Regions from separate parts of the Macaca mulatta genome. Here region 1 is linked to region 2. The links are chromatin contacts, called in public Hi-C maps. All regions are on one chromosome and are shown on one strand. The core of a region is the stretch at or near the end of the contact, and the rest is flanking DNA. Distances in the headings are between cores, read along the strand shown. Region 1 holds the start of CDC16 (cell division cycle 16). Region 2 has its middle 19 kb from the start of C17H13orf46.

Region 1 (5,473 bases), core at 2,267-4,766, 200 kb before region 2:
CATAATTTCTCGTTTTACTCTTGCAGTTAAAAAAATAAAATTCCAGTCTTGTTAAACCATATTTATTATGAACCTACTGTTTACTAGGCACCAAGGATTCAAAAAGGCCCTGCCCCAGGAGGTTACGGTAGGGAAGACATGAACTAAGCACAACAGGTAAGCATGATGAAAGGGGGTCACAGAAAGCACCAGCCAGGTGGAGAAGGAAACATCTGCAGGAGAGCAAGTGAGGCCGCGAGTAAGTGGTCAGAGGAGTGGAGCGCTGGGCAGCACTTCAAGCACTGAGTGTGAATAACTGCTGGGTGTCCAAGGAGCTCACAGCAGCCCCACGTGACTGGAGCACGTGCTCCAGGTATTGATGGTGGTGGATTAGACGCAGACTGGAGAGAAATCATGGAGGGCCTCACAGACCTACTGATGCATCTGACTTTATCCTGTAGGTAATGGGAAGTCACTGAATGACCTTGTGGGAATATAATCACATCTGTGTTTTAGGAAGACTACTCACCCCTGTAACAGTTCACAAGATGAACTGGACACAGGGAAGGTGAGCAGAGAAAAACTGTTACTGTGGAAAAGACACAAGAGAGGCTGTAACAGAACAGACAAAGAATCAAAGGCCTGACACGTATGAGTGGGGAGGAAAAGGAATATCCATGATTTCACAGCTGTTTAGAAAACAGTCTTCAGAATTTAGACTAGACGGGAGATGGGGAAAAAGAAGGTGACAGATGAGGTGTAAGACATTTTCCCTTCACATTCGGTAAAAAAAATTGGGCCTACTGTGATGACTCACATCTATAATCCCAGCACTTTGGGAGACCAAGGCAGGAGGACTGCTTGAGACCAGGAGTTCAAGACTAGCCTGGGCAACATAGTGAGGCCCCGTCTCTACCAAAAAAATTTTAAAATTAGCTGGGTGTGGTGGCATGCACCTGTAGTCCCAGCTACTAGGGAGGCTGAGGCAGAAGGATCACTCGAACCCAGGAGTCTGAGGCTACAGTGAGCCACGATCATCCCACTGCAAAGGATCACTCGAACCCAGGAGTCTGAGGCTACAGTGAGCCACGATCATCCCACTGCACTCCTGGGTGACACAGAGACCTCAAAAAAACAAAAACAAAAACAAAGAAAAATTGCATAAATTTAAATAACTTCAACATAATGGAATATACACCTAAAACACTAATGACTTTTTTTTTTTTTTGAGACGGAGTCTCGCTCTATTGTCCAGGCTAGAGTGCAATGTGTGACCTCAGCTCACTGCAACCTCCACCTCCAAGGTTCAAGTAATTCTCTGCCTCAGCCTCCCAAGTAGCTGGGATTACAGGTGACTGCCACCACGTCCAGCTAATTTTTGTATTTTTAGCGGAGACGGGGTTTCACCATCTTGGTTTTGAACTCCTGACCTCGCGATCCACCCGCCTTGGCTTTCCAAAGTGCTGGGATTACAAGTGTGAGCCACGGCGCTCGACCACTAATGACATTTTTTTCAAGCTCTGAAGAGCTTTACAGTTCATACCATTACTTACTTTGTCCAGTTTCCATGACCGGAGTGCATGGGCGGCTCTGTGATATTGTGCTGGGATTACAGGTGTGAGCCACCGCGCTCGACCACTAATGACATTTTTTTAAAGCTCTGAAGAGCTTTACAGTTCATACCATTACTTACTTTGTCCAGTTTCCGTGACCGGAGTGCGTGGGCGGCTCTGTGATACTGTGCTGTCAGGTAAAGACACTGAGCCAGCCAATAGATGTCCTGGGGTTCCTCTGGAGGGAAAAATTCACATAAGTGGTCAGAGGTACAAGGTGAAATAGAAAAAAATTTAAGATTAATCAGAAAAACAATTAGCATTGTCACTTACCATGAGAGAGTGAAGCTACTTTATCTGCCCAAAATAGAGCACTTTGATACTGTTGCTGCATATCAAAAAAAAAAAAAAAAGTGGTAACTGCCCTGTTATTTCAACACTCTTAAACTGGTATCTAATATCATTATAATTCTATGTAATAAATCTACATCTCAAAACAACAATTTGTTACATCTCTATCTTATATCTCACATCGGGTGAATTTTAGTTCAATGTCACAATACAAATATTACTGTAATATCTGTGTATATACAACTCATGAAGACAATTTTTTAAAACTCATACACTGTAAAAATGTATCGCGAAACATACAAGTGAAATGCAAGTGAAACAGCAAAAACTAGTCTAACAATTCTTGTGCTATTTATATAACACTTTCAACGATCTGTTAATGGATCCCAAAGTGAATTTTAGTAGATAGAACACTATACTCAAATACCTTATATAAAACAGTTGCAGTTTTAATAACACTCAAATTTAAAAACACACACACATAAATTAACTAAGCTTCACTGAGCATGGGGAAGAACTCGCCTCCTCCAAGTCTAACAAAAATTAAGGAGCCAACAATGAGAACCAGCCACCCAGTGACCTACGGCTAGCTTTAGTCCCTGTTCTGCTCCTCGGTCCTCAGTCTTCTACAGTCTCTGCCTCAGTTCCCCTGGAGGCAAGCCAGGACCACTGCTGCCAGCCCGAGGCAGGAGGAATGGCAACGGGATGGTTACAAATATGCTCAATACCGGAGTCTCCGTCTGGAAACCAGGCCTGTCATGTTCCTCACTACGATCACAAAACACTGAATTCAGCTGACTTATGGTAAACAAAAACACTGCCCTCCAAATGGACTGCGAACATGTGGCCACGTCATTTAGCACCCAATTCCGAAAATTCTGCATTACCATGGCTTTTCTTTCCCTTCCTTTCCAATTTCCTGAAAGAGCAAGCATTTCAACAAAAAATAAACGACATTATAGATAAAACTGATGCTGCTGATTCTCGAAGACACTTCTTTCCTTTAAACACTGTTATTCACTCAAAGGTAGTGCAGGGAACACAGACATAGTTAACGAGAATTTTTAAAGTACTGATTTCAGACAACAGGCTTCTGCACATCTTTATTCACTTAAATTCAGTCCAATAAAAATTACAACTAAACCTCTCAAAAATGTTTTACTCGCTAGCCCTGCAACTTTCCTTCAAAAATTGTCCTTCAACTTGCACTGAATAGTCGGTGTTTCTTGGGCACCTCCCCAAGCGCAGAACGAGGCTCAGACCCGAGTGAGGCGCCCCCTGCGCTCCGGGGCCTCCACTCCCCAGGCTGTGAAGCGGCAGGGGCCGCTCCCTTCGGGGTAAGGCGGAGACAGCGCTGCTGGTCCCACATGAAGGCCCAGGGCCGGTCCAGTCCTTCCCCACCAAGAGCCCTGACGGCAGTCACCCCAGCCCCACGCCACGCGGAAATGGACCCGGCGCGGCCTGCCCGGGCCCCGCACTCCCAGTCCGGGCCGCCCACCTGGTCGAGGTACTGCCGGACGCGCTTCCGCAGCCGCTCTAGGTTCATGGCCGCGCGGGCCCGGCCTCACGCCGCACTCCGCCGCCCGGCGCGCGCCTCCTGCCCGCTCCGCGCCACGCCCCGTGCCCGTGCCCGTGCCCGCGCCCGCCGCCGCCGCCGCCCCAGCACTCGAAGGCCGCAGACCCGCACCTCCGCCCAGTCCCGGTGCGCCGCCCAGGCTCTTCCGCTCCAGACAGGCCCCGCCCCGGAATTCCCCGGCAAACGAGTCCCATCTGGCGCGGGAAACCGGCCCTGAGTTGCTGGTTCCGATCCCTCTCCTGGCACGTGGGCTTCTGGCCGCCGTGGGGCGAGAGCGCGGCCTCCCCGGAATCACTGCGGCGCGTTTGGGCATTGGCGAGAGACTTAGGAGGGCTCGGGGCCGGACCACCCACCCGGGCAAAAAGCAGGTGGCTGAGCAATGGAAAGTGGGGCTTTAGCTGAGCCTTCCTTCCCCAGAATGTAGTCAACATTTTAAAAACAAGAGCAACGCACTCTCATTACCAAAAAAAAAAAAAAAAATGTGTGCACAAACAGCAAAGGAAGTCAAAAGACAACCTAGGAAAAATTGGAAACCTATCACAAAATGCGAATTTCCTTATAACGTAGAGCCAGTATTCCCTTTACATATATGTAATAAGTAAGTGGGAAGAGATCAATGGTTCAGGAGAAAGACAAAAAACAGTTCACAGGGAAAGAAATGCAAATAGATTTTAACATACGAAGGAAAGCAACTTAGGTTGTTTATCAAGAATTTACATTAAAACAACATAAGCTATTGACTGACTATAGATTTTTCTTTGTCTCACAGACTCCAGAAACGTGAAAATAATGGGTGACGCAGCAGTAAGGAACAAAATGCCTTAAACAATTGCCCCCGTGGCATGGGGAGCAGTGACTGAAGTGAGTCTCACACTCACGTCCTGATAAATTTTGCATCCTTCAAATAGTTCAGACTGCTCTGAGCTATTTTTCTTTCCTCAAAACCTTCCATCATTGTATTTCCTCTACCACACTTACTAACTGGTTAAACTGATAGTGCTCACAAATATTGTGTATTACCTCACATGACAAAATGGACTTTGTAAGAGGTGACTAAGTTAAGATGGGTTGTGTGGCTGGGTGTAATGTAATCACAAGAGTTCTTACACATGAAAGTGGGCAGCAGGGGTGAGAGTCAGAGAGACTGGAAGATGCTGCTGCTGGCTTTAAAGATAGGAAGGAAGGAGGAGAAGGAGGGAAGGGAAGGGAGGGGAGGGGAGGGGGAAGGTAGGTAGATGAGCCGGGAGTGCAGGTGGCCTCCAGAAGCTGAGAAAGGCCAGGGACTGGATTCTCACCTAGATGCTCCGGGAGCACAGCACTGCTGATGCCTTGATATCCTGCAGAGACCATTTCAGGTAGTGATCAGAGGTTAGCAAACAAAATTAGAGCTCTGCCAAATATGTACATGCCTGAGGCTGGTTTGTCTAACAGAATGTTCTGTTAATTTTCCTCTCCTTACATTCTCTCCCAGTATTTGCCCTTGTTAAAGAAGATAAAATTTCAGGACCCTCTAAAACTACAAGGGGGAAGTTAAGCCCTGGAGACTGAGTCACAGAGCATGTTTGCAATTCTGCAATACTGAGTTTTGTGAAATTGAGTGTGTAAAAATCTGTGTTTTGTGGTTTTAAAAGATAATTCCTTCCTTAAACTAGTTCCTGAAATATGGTCAGGAAAACAAGACTTGGATTTTCAGTATGACCAGAATATTAAATATGCCAAGTGGTTTCTCAAGAATTTAAATGACTCTGAAAGGAAGAGAGAACAATCACCCTTCTCACTGATTAGTGAGGTGGTATTGTCGCCACACGAGAGCAGTTTACAAAGTTAGAGAATTCTGTTGGCTGAAACTGCAAAATGTTGAAGCTTTGAAAGAGCAAAAGCCACGATTAAGAAGTCAATGATTGGCAAATATGTCTTTGTTGTCATTTTACAAAGACAGTTCTAGGGTTCAGAATTAACATCTATCCAAACGTCAAATCTCGATCTACCTTGCGTTTCTCCACATCCTGCAGCT
Region 2 (5,841 bases), core at 454-2,953:
GGCCCAGGGCAGGAACCCTCTGCAGATGTGCAGCCCTGAGCCCGGCAAGTCAGCTGCAGTGACATCCAGGGAGGGGTGGAAGCCCAGACTCCCCCTAGAAGGACACTGCCCTTGGCCTTCAGTCCCATGGGGCACAGATGCTGCCTGGGCTTTCTAGGGCTGGCCAGTGGTCCTGGGGTGGTGACCCCTGTTGCCCCAGGCCCAGCCTGCCTTAGTTTTATCCTCAGTCCCCACTGGCCCCTGACCTGTGCAGACTCCAGTAAGTGAGCAAGGCCGTCAGAGCTCTCCCAGGCTGTGGGGAGACAGTCCAGTCCCACATGGCTCCTGTGCCTCCGCAGTGGCCCCCTTGGAGCCCAGCTCTGAGCAGGCAGAGCGGCAGACACACGGCAGCACAGACCCTGGGCCGGCGCAGTTCCTCCAGCCACGCCAGCTGCACCTTGGCTGTGTCCCTGTCGGGCCCCAAACACCTGTGGCCGTGCCACCGGCCACCTCTTTCCCGCAGTGTCACCCCCCCACCCCTGCCAAGTGTTATGTGTGTGTTCACTGCAGGTGATGTAGGAAAGGGTGAGTCTCAGTTCAACGTTCTGGTTCCTTGGGGGCTGTCGGAACGATCCTGTGTTCTTTCCAGGGTTTTGTCTGACTGGGTTTAGATGCCCACACGTGGGAACATGTATTCAATCCCTGTGCATACAGATGGTGCCATATACAGAGAGACATAGCTTGTCTTACAAGAGTGGGGTCGCGTTGCACCGTGGCTTTTTACCTTCTTAGCTTCATTCTATCCCGAGCAGCCTCCAGGCCACCCAGGGATCCCTGCTGACCCCTGCCAGGCCCTGTCCGGAGTGCTGAACACAGAGCAGCAGGTGCTGCCAGTCCCCAGCCTCTTGGAGCCCCGGTCCCTGTGGGCGTCTTAGACGGTCGAGTTCAGCACATCTCTACGTAGAGTTTCGCAAAAGGCAACCACCGAAATGGGAGGGCCGCAGCGCCATGGCCTGGTGACGCCTGTGAGTGACTACAGCGGGGCCTGGAGGAGGAGCAGGGGGGTGAGTGCAGCCTTGGGACAGACGCTGGGGCCGACGCTGGGGCCTGGAGGAGGCGTGGGGCGGGGCTACTGCAGACTTGGGGCAGGCGCTGGGGCCTGGAGGAGGCGCGGGGAGCGGCGTGTGGGGCGGCGTGATGCGAGTGCAGCCTTGGGGCAGGCGCTGGGGCCTGGAGGAGGCGCGGGGAGGGGTTAGCGAGTGCAGCCCTGGGGCAGGCGCTGGGGCCTGGAGGAGGCACGGGGAGCGGGGCCTGGAGGAGGCGTAGGGAGCGAGGCGGAGGGCCAGGTGGTGCGAGTGCAGCCTTGGGGCAGGCGCTGGGGCCTGGAGGAGGCGCGGGGAGGGTTGGCGAGTGCAGCCTTGGGGCAGGCGCTGGGGCCTGGAGGAGGCGCGGGGAGGGTTGGCGAGCGCAGTCCTGGGGCAGGCGCTGAGGCCTGGGCCTGGCTGAGCAGCTCTACGCCTTTCAGTCTTGAGGTCTGGAAACCCGGCCAGGATCTGCCCGAGTGGGCAGTGCTGTTGGCGGGGGGTGGGGAGTGGTGCTGGCACCGTGTGGCCGGGCAGAGCCGAGGCCAGAGCAGGTCCGTCCACACACAGTCCACGAAGGGACGTCGGGCGCCCTCCACAAGCGCAGGCCCCGCCCGGCTCCGGCCCAGCCCGCAGGGACGGCCGTGCCCTTCTTTCCTCCCTGGCCGACAGCACCACCTCGTGGGCTGCGGTGCGCAGGCCGCCGGTTTCCATCCTGGAAGCCACAGCCACCGAGATCCAAGCGAGGAAGACAGATTTCCACGCCTCTTCCCCAGCTGAGCGTTCGCTGGAGGGGACGGGGCTGTCCCTACGCCACTCAGGATGATCCCCTCATAGATGCTGGGCGTCCCGACACCAGGACCCCACGCCTGTGAGGACCCCGCAGGGTGCAGACACCCCCGCCCCACATGCCTCAGCCTAGAGAGCCCCCTGGGAAACCTTGTGCTGTAAATGGTGTGGAAACTTCCCCCGCCCCGTGCCCTTCCCACGTGACCCCACAAAACCCTCAGCCGTGGACATCGGAGTTCCTCTGAACGCTCTGCCTCCCCAGACCTCCCCGACACCACGGACGTCCCGGGGCCCCGCGTAAGGGCGGCACTGCTGGGACAGGGTCTTCTCGCTGGTTCTGGTTCTGAAGGCCATGGTGGGTGCAGGGGTAACCCTGTGCCCTGGAGGGGGAGGAAATCTCTCCCGTGCGCTGGCTCCTGCTGAACCCCAGGCCCAGCTGTGGGAGAAAAGCTGCCCAGGGCCCTGCAGGAGAGGCAGGACCAGGCCTGGTGCACACGAGGGCAGAGGCACCTGGGCTGGCTGGGCTGGGCTGGGAGGTCGGTCAACGAGAAGCCGCGATCCAGGATCACTTGTGGGAACCCTAGCTGGGAACTCCTGAGATTCTCTGGGTCTCTCCCTCCATCGCCAGCGGTTAACTTTGGGACAGCGGTTAACTTTGGCCCCTTCCTGTCACACTGGGTGGGGTCCAGGGCCAGCCACAAGGTTTGGGGCTCCGTGGTACAATGCTGTGTCCAGGTCCGAAAAGGGCAACGTGGAAGCAACTCCTTGGGGACAGAGGCCAGGCCACCGTGGGGAGAGGCAGGACACAGCCCTCCTGGCCCTGAACACCTTGAGTGGCAGGTAGGGGGTGAGGACCCCACTCTGCAGATGGGAGCACCGAGGTCCCTGAGGCAGGGGTGAGGACCCCACTCTACAGATGGGAGCACTGAGGAGCCGAGGCATGAGTGATGACCCCACTCTACAGATGGGAGCACCGAGGTACCTCTGTGGGCAGCTTGGGGCCAGGCACAGACTGGCAGAGACTGGGAGCACAGCTTGTCAGGGCATCTGCGGGTGTGAGGGTCTGACACTGTCTTCAGGGCTTAGCCTTCATTCTCCCTGCAGGAGGGGACAGAATGCCCTTTGTCTTTGTAGGATATCACTGTAAGATAATATCACTGTAAGATAATAAATTTGAGCTGTTGGAAGCCACTGTTTGTGGTAATTTGTTAAAGCAGCAAATAGGAACCTCATAGACTCACGACTGAGAAAAGAACTTTTATCTGAGGAGGCAAGTCCTTTTAATTATTGGGCCCAGAGAGGCGTTCGGTTGAGGCGGCAATCATGTTCTACTCCCTCTTTGAGCTGCGTGTTCGTCTTGTGAAAGGAAAATAATTCTCGGGACCCCAAATCGCTGAGCCTAAGAGAGAAATCCAGCTGGGGACTGCACCAGGCAGATCTACCTCCCATTCTCTTCCTGAATAAGGGAATTACACAGATTTTAAAAAGCGACACGCCTCCCTTAAAGAAATTCCTTGTGGACAAAGGACAGACAGACCTCAAAGGCATCCCACTGTTCCTGTGGGACAAACGCACACAGCTAATCGCTTCCTCTGCCCTCTTGTTTCACTGAGCCAGACTGAGGCAGGAGTGACCATTCCTGTGAACTGTGCATTCAGTAAAAGGCTAATCAGAAGCTCAGAAGAATGCAACCATTTGTCTTTTGTCTCCTATGACCCGAAGCCTCCTCCCGGCTTTGAGCTGTCCTGCCTTTTTGGACCAAACCAGTGTTCATCTGATGTATGTTGATGTCTCCCTAAAATGTGTAAAACCAAGCTTTGTGCCAACCACCTCAGGGACATGCTGTCAGGACCTCCTGAGGCTGTGTCATCCATGCGTTCTTAACCTCGGCAAAATGAACTTCCTAAATTGACGGATTCATCTCAGATGCCTTTTGGTTTACAACGCTCCTAGGACGTTCATCTCAGCCGCAGCTGTCTATGAGAAGAGGTCATGGCTGCATCTGGATGCGGAAGGACCCCAGTGCTATTAATTGTTACCACAGCCAAGGGAAAGGACTCTAACCTGTACTGGTTTACGGCTGCCTTCTCGGCAAGCTTGCGATTGTAGGAGCCATACGTGGCCACGATGTGGACTGCACTCTGGCTGGTGGCCGTGGCATGACCGCGGTCACTGCACAATCACTTGGATCCCTGGGGGGAGAGTCCTGTAATCTCGAACTGGAGATCCCACGGGCATGAAACCACCTTTGCAAAAATTATAATAGTGAGAAAATTATGGCAGTGAAAGAGACCCGATTTAACCAACTCCCATCTTGCCTTTAGCCTTCAAACTGCCCTTACCTATTCCTGGGCTTGGGCCAAGCTAACTTTGGGAGACATTTAGTTTATAGTTAAATGATAATAACCCTTCCCCAAAACTCAACATCCTTTGTAAAGCTATGGAGAGGCCACCAGGCTACGAGGATGAGAGGAGCCTGGATTCTGCTAAAATGGAGACATGAAGGACGACCTCCCATTATCCTGGAGCTCACAAATATGCAACTTCCCCAACTACTCCCTCAGATGACGTCGCTGTGGTAGAACCTAAAACTGGCCTTTGAGATGTCTTTTCAGGTTTTTTGCAAGTCTGATGACTGATGGCCCCATCTGGACTGGTCAGCCTCCCCTGGTGCCACCCAGGAGCGACTCCGGGCACAGGGACCATTTCCCGCACCCCTGTGACTGCACCCCCAACCAGCCAGCAGCGAGCGCCCTCGCTTGCCCCCCCCACTCTCTTCCCCCAGACCAGCCTTGAAAGACCCCGGCCTCTGCATTTTCAGGGAGGCCGATTTGCGTAATAATAAAACTCCGGTCTCCTGTTTAGCCGGCTCTGCATGTGTGAAAGTGTTTCTCTGTCGCGGTTCCCCTGCCTGGATGAATCGGCTCTATCCCGGCCTTGAGTAAGAAGAACCCGCTGGCAGTTACCTGCTCACCCAGAGACTCCAAGCAGCCGCACTCACCTGGGCTGATCACTCAAGTGACTCCTGAGTTTCTCTGGCTCTTCAGTGAGGTCCGTCTCTTCCACCTCCGTCGTTGAGCCTCTGAACCTGATGAAAATCCGTTACATGTAGATGTCTTTTCTGTCCAATGCTAGAGAACTTTGAACTTAATGGAATCCTGCAGTCTTTTTATCAACTCAGTGCGAAACAACTCTAGATGTTAAAATGCTACCCAGTGTGACTGTGCCCATTTCACGTGGCACAAGGCTTGTCTATTATCACAGTTCATAAAGCTGCTATTTTTTAGCTGACACTTGGCCCAAGCATGGCCCCTGGAGGCACAGGGCTGTTTATTTCTCTTTTAAAGCACCCTAATCTGGGAGGTATTTTTTTGCCAGTGGCTGGTGGGCTGGGAGCAGAGGAAAGTAAGGTGTAAAAATGAAAAGGCATTCCCGGCAGAAAAACTCACATCCTAAGGACATGTGTACAGTTTACCCCAAAACAATGGTTGCTGTGGGTAACCCGAGTGGTGTTGCCAGTGGCTGCCAGTTTGGCCCTTCCAGGGAGAAGTCAGGAGACCCCTTCTCCCAATCCCTTTCCTCATTAAACAGGAGGAATTTTGGCTTTCTGGGAGATATTTAAGAGGACAATTTGAAATCCCACAAAAGCCAGGGTTGGTAGAATCAGGACTTGGCTCAGCCCAGCCAAGCTCAGCCCCGCAGCAGCCACCCCGGGCTCTGTTTGTTCTGGCTTCCACCAGGGCCAGCGCTTCACAGCAGGAAGCAAAGAGGCCAAGCTTTTCTCGGTTAATAGCACGAGGGGGCCAGGCTTGCTGGAGAAGCAGCGGTCAGGGCCGGGGGCCCCTGCGCCCCTGCAGTCGTCCCTCCCAGTGGCCTTCGAGAGCTGTTTTCCACCTTTCCCTACAGAGCTGAAGGGTGCTGGGGGCCGAGTCATTGCCGCAGCCGCGGGGACCAAGCCCCATCCCAGGGAGGCTGAGGCCTCAGGAAGGTG

Evidence for each region. A called contact is a pair of places that touch in the nucleus more often than the background predicts.
Region 1: a contact with region 2 is called in a Hi-C map of fetal cortical plate, with 5 times the contacts expected there. The contact joins the promoter of CDC16 here to the enhancer-like site in region 2. A contact is called at or near these places in 6 of 14 Hi-C or Micro-C datasets (CD4 T cells, blood, fetal cortex germinal zone and 3 more).

The regions. Positions count from the first base shown.
Region 1 is chr17:108,300,377-108,305,849 of T2T-MMU8v2.0, reverse strand. It overlaps CDC16 (cell division cycle 16), which reads right to left and starts at 3,516. Exons shown (of 19, transcript NM_001266466.1): 1 at 3,382-3,516; 2 at 1,866-1,920; 3 at 1,673-1,770. The coding sequence starts at 3,429.
Region 2 is chr17:108,097,048-108,102,888 of T2T-MMU8v2.0, reverse strand. No RefSeq gene overlaps it. Among named protein-coding and RNA genes, the nearest start is that of C17H13orf46, 19 kb to the left of the region's middle. Within about 2 kb of position 1,703, at least 10 of the 40 cell types and tissues checked have an H3K27ac peak or open chromatin away from gene starts, as enhancers often do.